Linked DNA regions of Mus musculus: all the other regions are linked to region 1. Evidence: chromatin contacts called from public HiChIP or PLAC-seq and promoter capture Hi-C data. All regions are on one chromosome and are shown on one strand. The core of a region is the stretch at or near the end of the contact, and the rest is flanking DNA. Distances in the headings are between cores, read along the strand shown.

Evidence for each region. Promoter capture Hi-C pulls out the DNA fragments that hold promoters and counts their contacts. HiChIP or PLAC-seq counts read pairs in DNA pulled down with a chosen protein or histone mark.
Region 2: a promoter capture Hi-C map of the HPC-7 cell line shows a contact between it and region 1, with 6 times the contacts expected there. The contact joins the enhancer-like site here to the promoter of Commd9 in region 1. A contact is called at or near these places in 16 of 39 promoter capture datasets (the 3T3-L1 cell line, 3T3-L1-derived adipocytes, the HPC-7 cell line and 9 more), 1 of 115 datasets of contacts at active chromatin or transcription factors (astrocytes) and 1 of 9 other capture datasets (macrophages).
Region 3: a contact with region 1 is called in an H3K27ac HiChIP or PLAC-seq map of microglia, with 5 times the contacts expected there. The contact joins the enhancer-like site here to the promoter of Commd9 in region 1. A contact is called at or near these places in 14 of 39 promoter capture datasets (the 3T3-L1 cell line, 3T3-L1-derived adipocytes, the C10 cell line and 8 more), 1 of 484 Hi-C or Micro-C datasets (B cells), 1 of 115 datasets of contacts at active chromatin or transcription factors (microglia) and 1 of 9 other capture datasets (macrophages).

Annotation. Positions count from the first base shown.
Region 1 is chr2:101,884,451-101,887,941 of GRCm38.p6, forward strand. It overlaps Commd9 (COMM domain containing 9), which reads left to right and starts at 1,812. Exons shown (of 6, transcript NM_029635.3): 1 at 1,812-1,869. The coding sequence starts at 1,819.
Region 2 is chr2:103,017,293-103,020,783 of GRCm38.p6, forward strand. No RefSeq gene overlaps it. Among named protein-coding and RNA genes, the nearest start is that of Pdhx, 54 kb to the right of the region's middle. Within about 2 kb of position 1,684, at least 39 of the 459 cell types and tissues checked have an H3K27ac peak or open chromatin away from gene starts, as enhancers often do. A contact at or near this core is called in the HPC-7 cell line, where this site is marked.
Region 3 is chr2:102,946,973-102,950,463 of GRCm38.p6, forward strand. It overlaps Gm34483 (a long non-coding RNA gene), which reads left to right. Exons shown (of 6, transcript XR_866583.2): 3 at 3,383-3,484. Among named protein-coding and RNA genes, the nearest start is that of Gm34483, 7.7 kb to the left of the region's middle. Within about 2 kb of position 1,704, at least 124 of the 459 cell types and tissues checked have an H3K27ac peak or open chromatin away from gene starts, as enhancers often do. A contact at or near this core is called in B cells, the HPC-7 cell line and microglia, where this site is marked.

The DNA of each region.
Region 1 (3,491 bases), core at 562-3,061:
CTGGCACGCTTCACATCGTCTCCTGCCAAGTTCTGAGCACTTACAGTTCTCTGACTAATGGTTATAAGTTTGGTTAGCAGCATCTGGAACACTGGTGGTGGAGTCTGAGGTAGCATTTGCAGCAGCTGCTGAAGCTGCTCCCAGACAACAGGATGCATCAGATTGGTCTATACTCTTAGCACATTCCCTGAATCCCTGGTAACTGTTATCCACTGGTAACCCTCCACCAGGCTGGGTTTATTCAAGGAAGAATGACATCTTTAAAGTCAGGTAGCTTGGGAAGCCAGATCCTTCCTTCACAGGTTTCTGTTTCTTTCTTAGTTCTGGAAGCCTGTTCTTGAAGTTGGAGTCACTCCCCATCTTGCAGTTGAAGTAGATACAGTACCCAGCAAAGAGGGCAAGTGCCAGGGGAAATGGCTGCTTTGGCTGTCATCATTGCCCCATCTGGATGTCAGCTTTCCCTAGTAGCTGGCAAACAGTAGTTAGTACCTCATTCTGGAAGCTCACAGCCTGCAGCCACTTTGAATCAAGACATGGAAAGGCTACACCTAAAGACTTATACAATATTTCAAAGCCAGAAAGCCTGGGATGGCTCAGTTGAGTTGTTATGCTTTCAATTTCTCAAGTGCATTGGTTACTGGTGTGTCACTGTGACAGGAACTAGATGGAAACAACTTAGAGGAGGAAGATTTATTCTGGTTCATGGTTTCAGAAGTTGTAGTCCAACATGGCAGAGCAGGGTGGCAATAATGTACAGCCAAGACTTCTTACACAGCAGCAGACAAGACACCATGCAATCAGGCCAGAACCAGAAGCAGCATAACCCCCAAAGGCCTGCCACTAGAGACCTTCACTAGCAAGGTCCCAGATCCTAAGGGTTCTAACATTCAGCAGTCCCACAAAGCTAGGGTCCAAGTGACCACAGGATGAACCTGCAAAACAGATTTCAGACTCAACCCATAGCAAGGTTGTAGTTAAGCCTTTGACCCAGCGACTGCCACTTTCAGACTCTCTGAAGACTGGAGGGTCTGCCTCTGAGGAAGGTGTTGGCAGGTCTTGCTGCATGACCCTCAACACTCAGTTTTAAGGGAAAGAATGCAGACAGAAGAGACCGTGCCGGAGGTGCACAGAGCTAAGATAGTCAATATCTTCACACGCCTTCTTCCTTTCTAACCCCTTTCCTAATCAGCTGCCCTTCAAACCAGACCTCTTCTTGGACCACAGGAAAGTTACTAAGAACCCTAAGTGACTTAGCTTGACTGTCTGGATAAGGCTAGTTACAAAGGCTCCTATCTCTCCACAAACAGAGAAGAAACTATATGCCTTGAAGCGTTGTTTTTTGTTTTTTGTTTTTTTTGTTTTGTTTTGTTTTTAGGGAGTACTGCAGGCATGTGAGCGTGTGTGTGTGTGTGTGTGTGTGTGTGTGTGTGAATTCCAAGAATTCAAATAGGCAAAGCTTCATTTAAATCCAGATGGTGAGTAGGCCGATCTCTTCTGGGCATCTAAGTTGCCAAGGTGTCTGCCAAGTCTGCAGGTGCATTCACCAGATCAGCCAGCCTACCCAGAGGGGCAAAGGCAAAACCAGTTTCCCTGACCTAGGATGTCCAGCCAGTTGTTCCCTGGAAATCATTCTATATCCGAGTTCTCTCAGTATCTCAGCCCTCTGGTCTTTGAGCTTAGTCATACAGGAGGAAGACTTCCTGGTTCTTTGCACGCCGTTCCCGCCAGCCACGGTGAAGAACTACAACTCCCAGCATGTCCTGCGAGGGGTCACGAGGCACGCTCCGCTTGCTCCGGCTGTCACGTGACTCCAGAAAGATGGCGGCCTTGACAGCAGAGCATTTCGTGGCGCTCCAGAGCCTACTGAAGGTATCTTGAAGGGGTGGGGACGCGTGCGGCCACCGTCTTAGGGTCTGGGACTTGGTGCAAAGCAAGAATTGGGAATAAACCGGCCCTGACTTGGAGCATTGTCCCACTCCCACCCTACCCGCCGCGCGTCAGTGCTTCTTTGTGTGACCCTGAGAAAATCGTTCAGCCTTTCTGAGCTTTTAAACAGGAGCAACAAAATTAATCACGCCCAGATATTAAGGTGGAAGTAAAAATCAGATAGTCGATGTAAATACACCCAAGAATTAGTGACCACGAGTGGTTTTATAGATTGGAGCACTTGGGTGACAGTCACCAGTTCCCATTTCATCCCAGTCTTTACGCCTCTCTCAGGGAAATTCTCTCCTTCTTGTCACCCTAGTACTTCTAGGGACGTCATAAAGTTTGAGTTACTCCTTAGAAGGGTGGCTTTGCATTCCCTCTTAGGACTTATTACTAGTGTGCACACACCATGGATGTCTTTGTGTTCTCTTCTGAGGAACATGATTTCTGTTTCTTCTTGTTTTCCTTTCTTCTCTCTTATCCAGTTGAAGATCAGAAATGATCCTCGTGACACTGTCATTATAAGTCACACATATAATGCCCTTTCCGTTATCCATCTTCCTAGTGTGCATTTGCTCAGTCCACTCCTGAGCACTTTGACTTCATTGTTCACAAGCCTATGCCAACAAGAACAAGACCTGGCACCCAGTATGTGCCGAAGAAATAGCTATGAAGGGCTTTAGTATAGTGGAGCTGTGACTAGGATCCAAGAGTTCTCCTTAGCAGCTTTTTCTCTTCCTTGTGGTTGATTTAAGCCATTCCTTTTCCATGCTTGCTTGTCTTGGGACATTTTCTTTTCCTTGGTAAGTTTTGGAAAATAACATATAGCATACTGAAATCATTAGTAATTCCCTTAATGACTACACACTCATGTAGCCAACACCAGACCACAGACTGAGACACCAGTACCCCCAGTGCCTCCCTGGTTACTTACTTCACTTGCCTTCCCAACAGTGCATAGCTTCGGACACCATGTACTATTACTCAGTCTCTGAACTCCACAGAAATGGAACACTTCTTCATATCAGTGTTCACATCTGGCTTCCAGTCATGATTGTAGCAATAGCTCATTTTCACTGCTCTATTGTTTAAATACACTTTATTAAAAGCTAACTATAATATCTCCTGTAGTTGTGGGAAATAATGCAGAGAGATTTTTGTCCCATGTTCCTTAATGGTGACTTCCTGGATATCTACAGAACAATATCACAGTTGGGGTATTTACATTGATCCAGTAAAGCTCCAAGGCATAGCTATCTATGTAAGACCCCTGGGTTGACATCTTACAGCCAAGCTCACTTGCAGTTGGCCTCCAGAATTCCTTGACACTTCAACATTCTTGTATCATTAGTTTTCATTTCAAGAACGTTTGTAAATCTTGGTGTAGATGATGTTTGTGGATTGGCTTTCCTCACTAAGCCTAATTCTCAAGCTGTAGATCGAAACCCCTTTGTGGTTGCATATCAGTTTTCCTGAATAGCAGATATTTACATCACGATATAAACTATGAAATAGCAATAAAATAATGTTATGGTTGGGGTCACCACAACGTGAGGGACTGT
Region 2 (3,491 bases), core at 434-2,933, 1.1 Mb after region 1:
TTTATAGGTCTCACTGTACATGAAGTGACATCGCTGAAGAACTTCAGTAGAACGAGCTCAGCCAATGTCCACCTGAGAATGTTGTGTGTAATGTTGTTAAAGCTTTGTACCACATGGATATAGGCTCAATCCCAGATGCAGCTCTTAGAGCTTAGCTCAGTTCATGTAGTCTCTGAGTCTGTACACGTTATCTAAGACTATAAAGGAGGGCTGCTATAAAGCAAGATACACCTCCCACACAGAACTGAAGAGATGATGTAAGATAAGCAGTTGCCACACAGAGGATCTTTCCCCTCCTCCATAGATAAGAATTATTAAGACACAGGATAAGCTTACTGCCAAAAGCCTAGTAATTTTAAACTAGGCTGACACTAGGCAGAAAATACTCCTCCTGATGAGCAAGCATGCAGATTAAATGAATTCTTAGAAAAGGATGTTCCCACAGAGCAGAAGCTAAGGCACTGGGAGGGGTGATCATCTACCAAGCTCTATCCTGTAGCTTCCTGATAAGTAGTATTCTCTGCCAAGCGGACTGAGGGGCCACGGATAGAAAGTAAGTGGGGCCAAGAGGTGGTGGTGCACACCTTTAATCCCAGCACTAGGGAGGCAGAGGTAGGTAGATCTGAGTTTGAGGTCTGCCTGGTCTACAAAGGGAGTTCCTGGATAACCAGGGCTACATACATTGAGACCCTATACAAAGTTTAAGTGTAACATACACATAAAAACTTAACCTTGTGTCCAGTTTATGCTTTATAAAGGCTTGACTAATGTGTATCTCATTTGGCCACAACAGACAAATCTTTAAAGATCTACTTGTCTGTGACAAGAATAACTATGAATCTCATAAAGAAAAAAATTTAAATACATTTAGATGAGAAAATCTTGACTGATCGTCCTAATGTTCTCTCAACTTTTAACAGAAACCTATATTTCCCTTAAACTTATGTCCTTGGTGGTATAGTTTAAATCAAGGAGCATTGACAATACTCACTTTCTCAGAAAGAAAAAGGTGGCTCAGAGTTGGAAAATCAGGGAAGTGACTTCTAATTTGTGAAAATAAACTATATGATCAAAGACACAAACTAACAGTAACTTTCCAAAGTTCATCTGCAAACGACTTTAGCAAATTTCAATTAAGGGTGCTTAAGAAATGGTTCAGTGGTTAGCTGCTCTTGCAAAGGTCCCAAGATCAGTTCTCAGCACTCACATGGCTGCTCACAAGTGCCCGAAACTCCAGTTCCAGGCAATCCAATGGCCTTTTCTGGCCTCTGTGGGCACCAAATATGTTTATCTAAACTATTTTTAATTAAAGAGGCTCCTCATTGTTCTATAACTTAGAAGATAAACTACTTTGTTCCAATTGCCTCCTTCCAAAACCAATGCAGATGCCAGAAAGGCAAATAACCATGCAGAACTATTCAAAATGTCTTTATGAGACGATCACTCTTTTATTTACAAGTTTAGATGTGTCCTGAAACCATGCTACTTGCTGTATCACATATAAGCACCTCACTCCTCTTCAAGTGGCAATAGTGAGCCTCCAGAAACTGTCCTGGAGGGAATTCCACTCATCTTATGGCGCTGTCTCGAAAGCACACGCCTACCTTGCATTCACAACACACATACAGCAGCCTGGCATGGAGGACACACTTCCTTGTCCTTCTTCATTAAAAGCCCTGAGGTAATGGCGATCCAGAGTCAGTCATACTTCAGTTAGTATAAACCCTGCAGCTGTTTCCTGCTGCCCCACATCCTTTGTTGTAACCCACTTGGAATCATGGCCAGATTAATTTTAAAGTCTTTCTGTATTGTTACTCCCTTCTAAAAATCCAGTGCTTCCCATTCATAGCACTTGTTTCAAGTGTAATTTTTAATCTGCATAAGTTCATTTCTTCACTTTGCGAAGGGAGCCCGCGTCCATCATGACACAACCTTGTCATGAGAACAGAATGTCTTTGAAAGCTGAGACCGAAAGCCATGCAGTTTCTCTATTTGGATGACAATATATTAACTCATAGCACCACCTACCTTTCAAAGTAGGGAAACAAGGCTTCTTTTCCAGAACTTATGTTTTGCTTAAACAATTACTGGTAAAGGTAGGTTCAGAGTGCAAATAAGTAAAAAACAAAAGAAAAAGAAAAAGTTCCATTCGATATTATGTGAACACTCTTAACAGTATTTATAAATTACTTGGCAATGTTTCATTCAAGTCTGGTCAGCAGCACCCAGACATTTTTAATGTGACAGAAAATAGTGGACAAACTCATTTTTAGCTACTAAGTAGGAAGTGTAGTTAAAGAAACCAGCCCATTCTGACTAACAGAGGTAACTGTTCATTAATACTTCCATGACTAATGGTTAAACACTAAGATGAATGATGCTTTTCCCTCATAATTCATGCTTAGGTTGTTTTCCTTGTCTCAGTATATTTGCCTGTTATAAACAGAGTGTGGTGGTGGACAGTCTTGCTGATGCACACATGGCTCACACCATGTATCCACACTCCTTCAAATCAAGATCATTCCTTGACCTCATGCTGCAATAGGATTATTTCCATAAATGACAATTTGCTTACAGGAATCTAATTGCTAGAGATGCTAGAGGAATTATTTTTGATCAAACGGGGAAAGCTTCTACACTGCTTATTAACTATCACAGAAACCATGAGAGGGAGGCAACTAGGTTTGTGTTGCCCACGAACTGAAATAAATGGCTTCAGATAAACAGTGCCTCTGTCCAAGCTGGATGGGGACCAACCTCCTTTGTAGCTACAGGAAATGGAGGCATTATTGCTAGTGATACCGGCCCACAGAAGACAGAGCGCAAGCAAAGAGCTACTTATGGCTGTCTCATGTTCAAGTCCTCAGATGTCAAAATTAGAAAAGGGGGCTGAGGAGAGGGTTCAGTGGGTAAAAGCACTCGTCATGCAAACCTAACACCCTGAAAGACAGACACCATGACCCTACCTGTTCTTACAGGCAGATGGAGGCAGAGACAAGACAATTACCAGGAGCTAGCCTGGTGTACACAGCAGTGAGCAAGAGATCATACATCAAACAAGGTGGAAAGCAAGAATCCAAGGTTGTTTTCTGCCTTACACACCTGGGAACATGTGTCTATATCCACATCCACACAACACACACTCACACAGTATTAAAAACATTTCAGCCACACTGAACTTGAAAGTAGTGCAAGTGTAAAAGCTATTTTGAAAACGGTGCTTGGTAATAATTTTAAGTTAATCTGACAAAAGTTTGAAGAGTCCATTTTAAAATGGCTTGTTAAAACCGAATAACTGAATTAAATATTTTTCTTAACAAGAGATATACTGGGGCACTAATTATTTCTGAAGGCTCCTTTGTTAGGGCTATAGTTCATCATGTCATACTCAATACAACTTGTACCATGGAGTCTTTTTTCTGGTGATTTATGTCAACTGACACTAAGGAGAAACTTTCTGCAACTGGTGAATTAAATTACCATTCATTACC
Region 3 (3,491 bases), core at 454-2,953, 1.1 Mb after region 1:
GTATGGAAATCAACATGGTGACCTACAGTCCTTGTAGAAACCTCTATGAGGTAGAATTGGGTTCTGTGCTAATATCTCCCAAGGTTCTCCTGGCCCAAACTGTCCCTTGGCATGCAGTAGTGTTCATACCCAGGAAACACTAATGATACCCTGCCATCAGAAGTCAAAGTGCTTCATTTCAGGGGCTGCCACTTCTAAGCCTCAGACATTTCCACTGATCATTTCCATGTGACCTTCTCGGGCCATAACCAGGATCCATGGTCACATAGAGATACGTCATGCTGTTGTCTTTGAAGGTCCCTCTGGCCATGCTGCACTATATTACCCATGGATACTGTGCCAGAATATATGTGGGGCTTCTGGGTGCTCTCAGTCACCTCCAGGATGTGTTCCGAGTTTATCAATATCTTTCTATACTTCCACAGTTCCCTCTCCAGAGAAAGCTTGACCCCGAGGAGCGAGGAAGGCAAAGCCTGACATTTGAAGGCTTGATTCTTCCTCTAATTCACTTATCATTCTCATTCCTTCCAGGGAAAGAAGGAATAGATTTGTCATAAACCCTTCTTATTACTCTCTCCTCAAGATATCCCTTCCCTTTACAGAATATAACCTGATGTGGTCAGTTCCTTGGGAGCCATATTGGTGTGCCCATTATGTCTTCAAGCCTACTTCAATACGGGCATGCTAGCCTGGTTCCTCTGCTACTTGCAGGCTCTAGTTTTTCACTGTACCCTGCATGACAGAAAGACTAAGAGGTCTCTAATCTCAGACTTCACCCTTGACTCAATAGCCTTCCAAAGACCTGCCTCCTAATATGATTAACCTTGAAAGGTAAATTTCAACAAGAGAACCCAGTGGCAACAGACATCTAGTCACTGCATTGGGGTATAACTTAGAACATACAGGGGAAAGGAAATGGAGTTGATCAATTAGAACTTCGGATCACAGCGATCTTACAAAGTTGTGGCCAGCCCAGTGGGGGAATTCCAGAAAAAAGACTGCTCACTCACTCAAGAAATTTATGATTTAAAGAAATGCCTATGCTCTGGCATGTTCAGCCGTTGTCTAGTGGGTGTCTGGGAGACACAGATGCGCTCAGCTTTGAAACCAGAGATATGCTCCATGCCAAGGCTGGAGGCTGTAAGCTGGTCACAGTCCATACAGCTACAAGTTAACTTTTTCAGAGACATCAAACAGCCTCTAAGGCTGTTGTGGAGGCCTCTGAAGCCCAATGGATTGGGAGACCTGATTTTGTGGGTTTTAATAGGTTTAAATATGCCCTATATTCTTAAAGTCATTGCTAAAGATAACCTTAGCCCACATCCTCTGAACATTGGGTGAGGAGTATCCTCTGCAACCACAGCATAGTAACTGACCCAGATTTTACTTGAATATTACTCAAGACCAAGCTGACAGAAGAGAGTGTGGGGATAAATGCTTCAAACCCATGAACATGGTCTTCACAGGGTCTTGTACATTTTTGTTTAAGAAGCTTTATAACCCAGCCGCCACCCTTCCCCCCCCCCCAATTTCAGTTTTAATTCTTTGTTTGGAACCAACAAGTACCCAGCCGTTTAGTCTAAGCCTAGGTTTAACCAAGAAGGAGTTCTATTTGCTGCCAAGGAAAGTCAGTGGTTTGCTGATCGCACACTAACGTCAGTATCAGTGATGGTGATAGACGGCTGCAAATCTCTAGCAAAGAAACCTCCAGTGAGTCAGAGGCCAATCATCCAACTGCCTGCTCACCAGGTTTCCTTCCTGTGAGTCACTTTAAGAAGCTCAACTTCTTCTTTCTGCTTTCAGCCTTTCCTTGCCTCAATCAGTGGCAGTTCATGCCATATTATAATTCTGGGAGGTGTCAATAGGTAATAACTGGCTCTCTGTAGGACAGCTCTGAGAATGGAAATAGGAGACAAAAGATAAAATTAGGTGAAGCAAGATGAGATAACTCAGTTGGCAAACTGCTAACCCCATAAACAGGAGGGCCTGAGGTAAATGCCCAAAATCGACACAAAAAAGGTTGGCCATGGGGTCACACTTGTAATCTAAGCACTGAGAAGGTGGAGAGAGGTAAGTCCCTGAGGCTTGTAGGCCAGCCACCCTAACCTGTTTGGTGAACTCCAGGCCAATAAGACATCCTGCCTCAAAACACAAGGAGAAGACTACTGAGAAACAGCCCCTAAGGCTGATCTCTGGCCTCCCCGAGCATGGGTACATACACGCATGTGCAACCACATCCACATTTGCACACCTGCACAAACACATACTTGCAGGTATACAAACACATCGGGTAGGTGAGGAATGTGTTGTGCAGAGAGAAAGAACAAAAAGTCCCAGCAGTCTAGAAATTTCTTGCATCCTCAGAAGTTAAAACATTGTTGATTTATTCATAATCTCCTTGGGAATACTGCAGAGAGACAAAAGGCAGAGCTTCCATTGGGATTTGAACTTCACTTAACAAATAATTTTTTGGATAATAACGTTCAATGAAACATTTCAAGTGTTTTTTTTCCCTTTGTTTATCTAAAGCTTAACTTTTACTAGGTGTTTTATATTTTTTATTTGTTCAATCTGGTAACATTTCCCTACCTGGGAAATATTTTAATCACATTGTCTCATGGGGTGATAAGTGACTACATCAAATAGGAATTGGAGTGTATATGCCTATGTGCCTCTGATTTTACAGAAAGATGTGAGTCATTTGAGCATACTAACTCACTCTCTTGGTAGAGAACCTGGGTATCTCTGAGCTCTGGAAACTGACCACTGGCTCAAGCTCACCAGAAAATCATTGAAATTGGACTTGCCGTCATTGCCTTAGACTCTGCATGACAAGATGAGTGTGACTCTCACTAACATATGGAGTCTTCATCTTACTTTGATCCATGAGATGTTTTTCCATTCCATACAACTATTCTTCTGTTTGGGTCTCAAACTATACCTGGAACTCTGTAATTCAGCTGTGGTATTGGCACTCTAGCTGGATCTTCGATTCCTCTCCTTGCCTCTAAGTTCATGCTCTGGATGTGTCTCTAATACAAACACCTGAAACTGCAACGCTGACCCCCTAATTACCCTCTTCCAGGATGGTGATATCCAAACATTACCTGTAAAGTGCCAGATGGACTATAATTTTGGCTTTGGAAGCCATTCAATATCGGCCCCAAGTACTCAGTTCTGCCACTAGTAGGAATGAAGAGACTTGAAGTGACTCCAATGAGAATGGCCCCCATAGGCTCATGTATTCAGTATGTGGCCCCAGTCCATGGGACTATTTGGGAAGAATTAGGGGGTGTGGGTCATTAGAAGTGGGTTTTGAGGTTACAAAAAACTTACACTAGGCTTATACCATTCTCAGTGTGCCCTCTCTGTCTCCTTGTAGATGTGAATTCTCAGGTACTGCTCCAACACCATGTCTGCCTGCCTGCCTGCCTGCTGCTATGCTCCCCACCACGATGATGATGGACTTTTATCACTCGGAACTGTAAGTC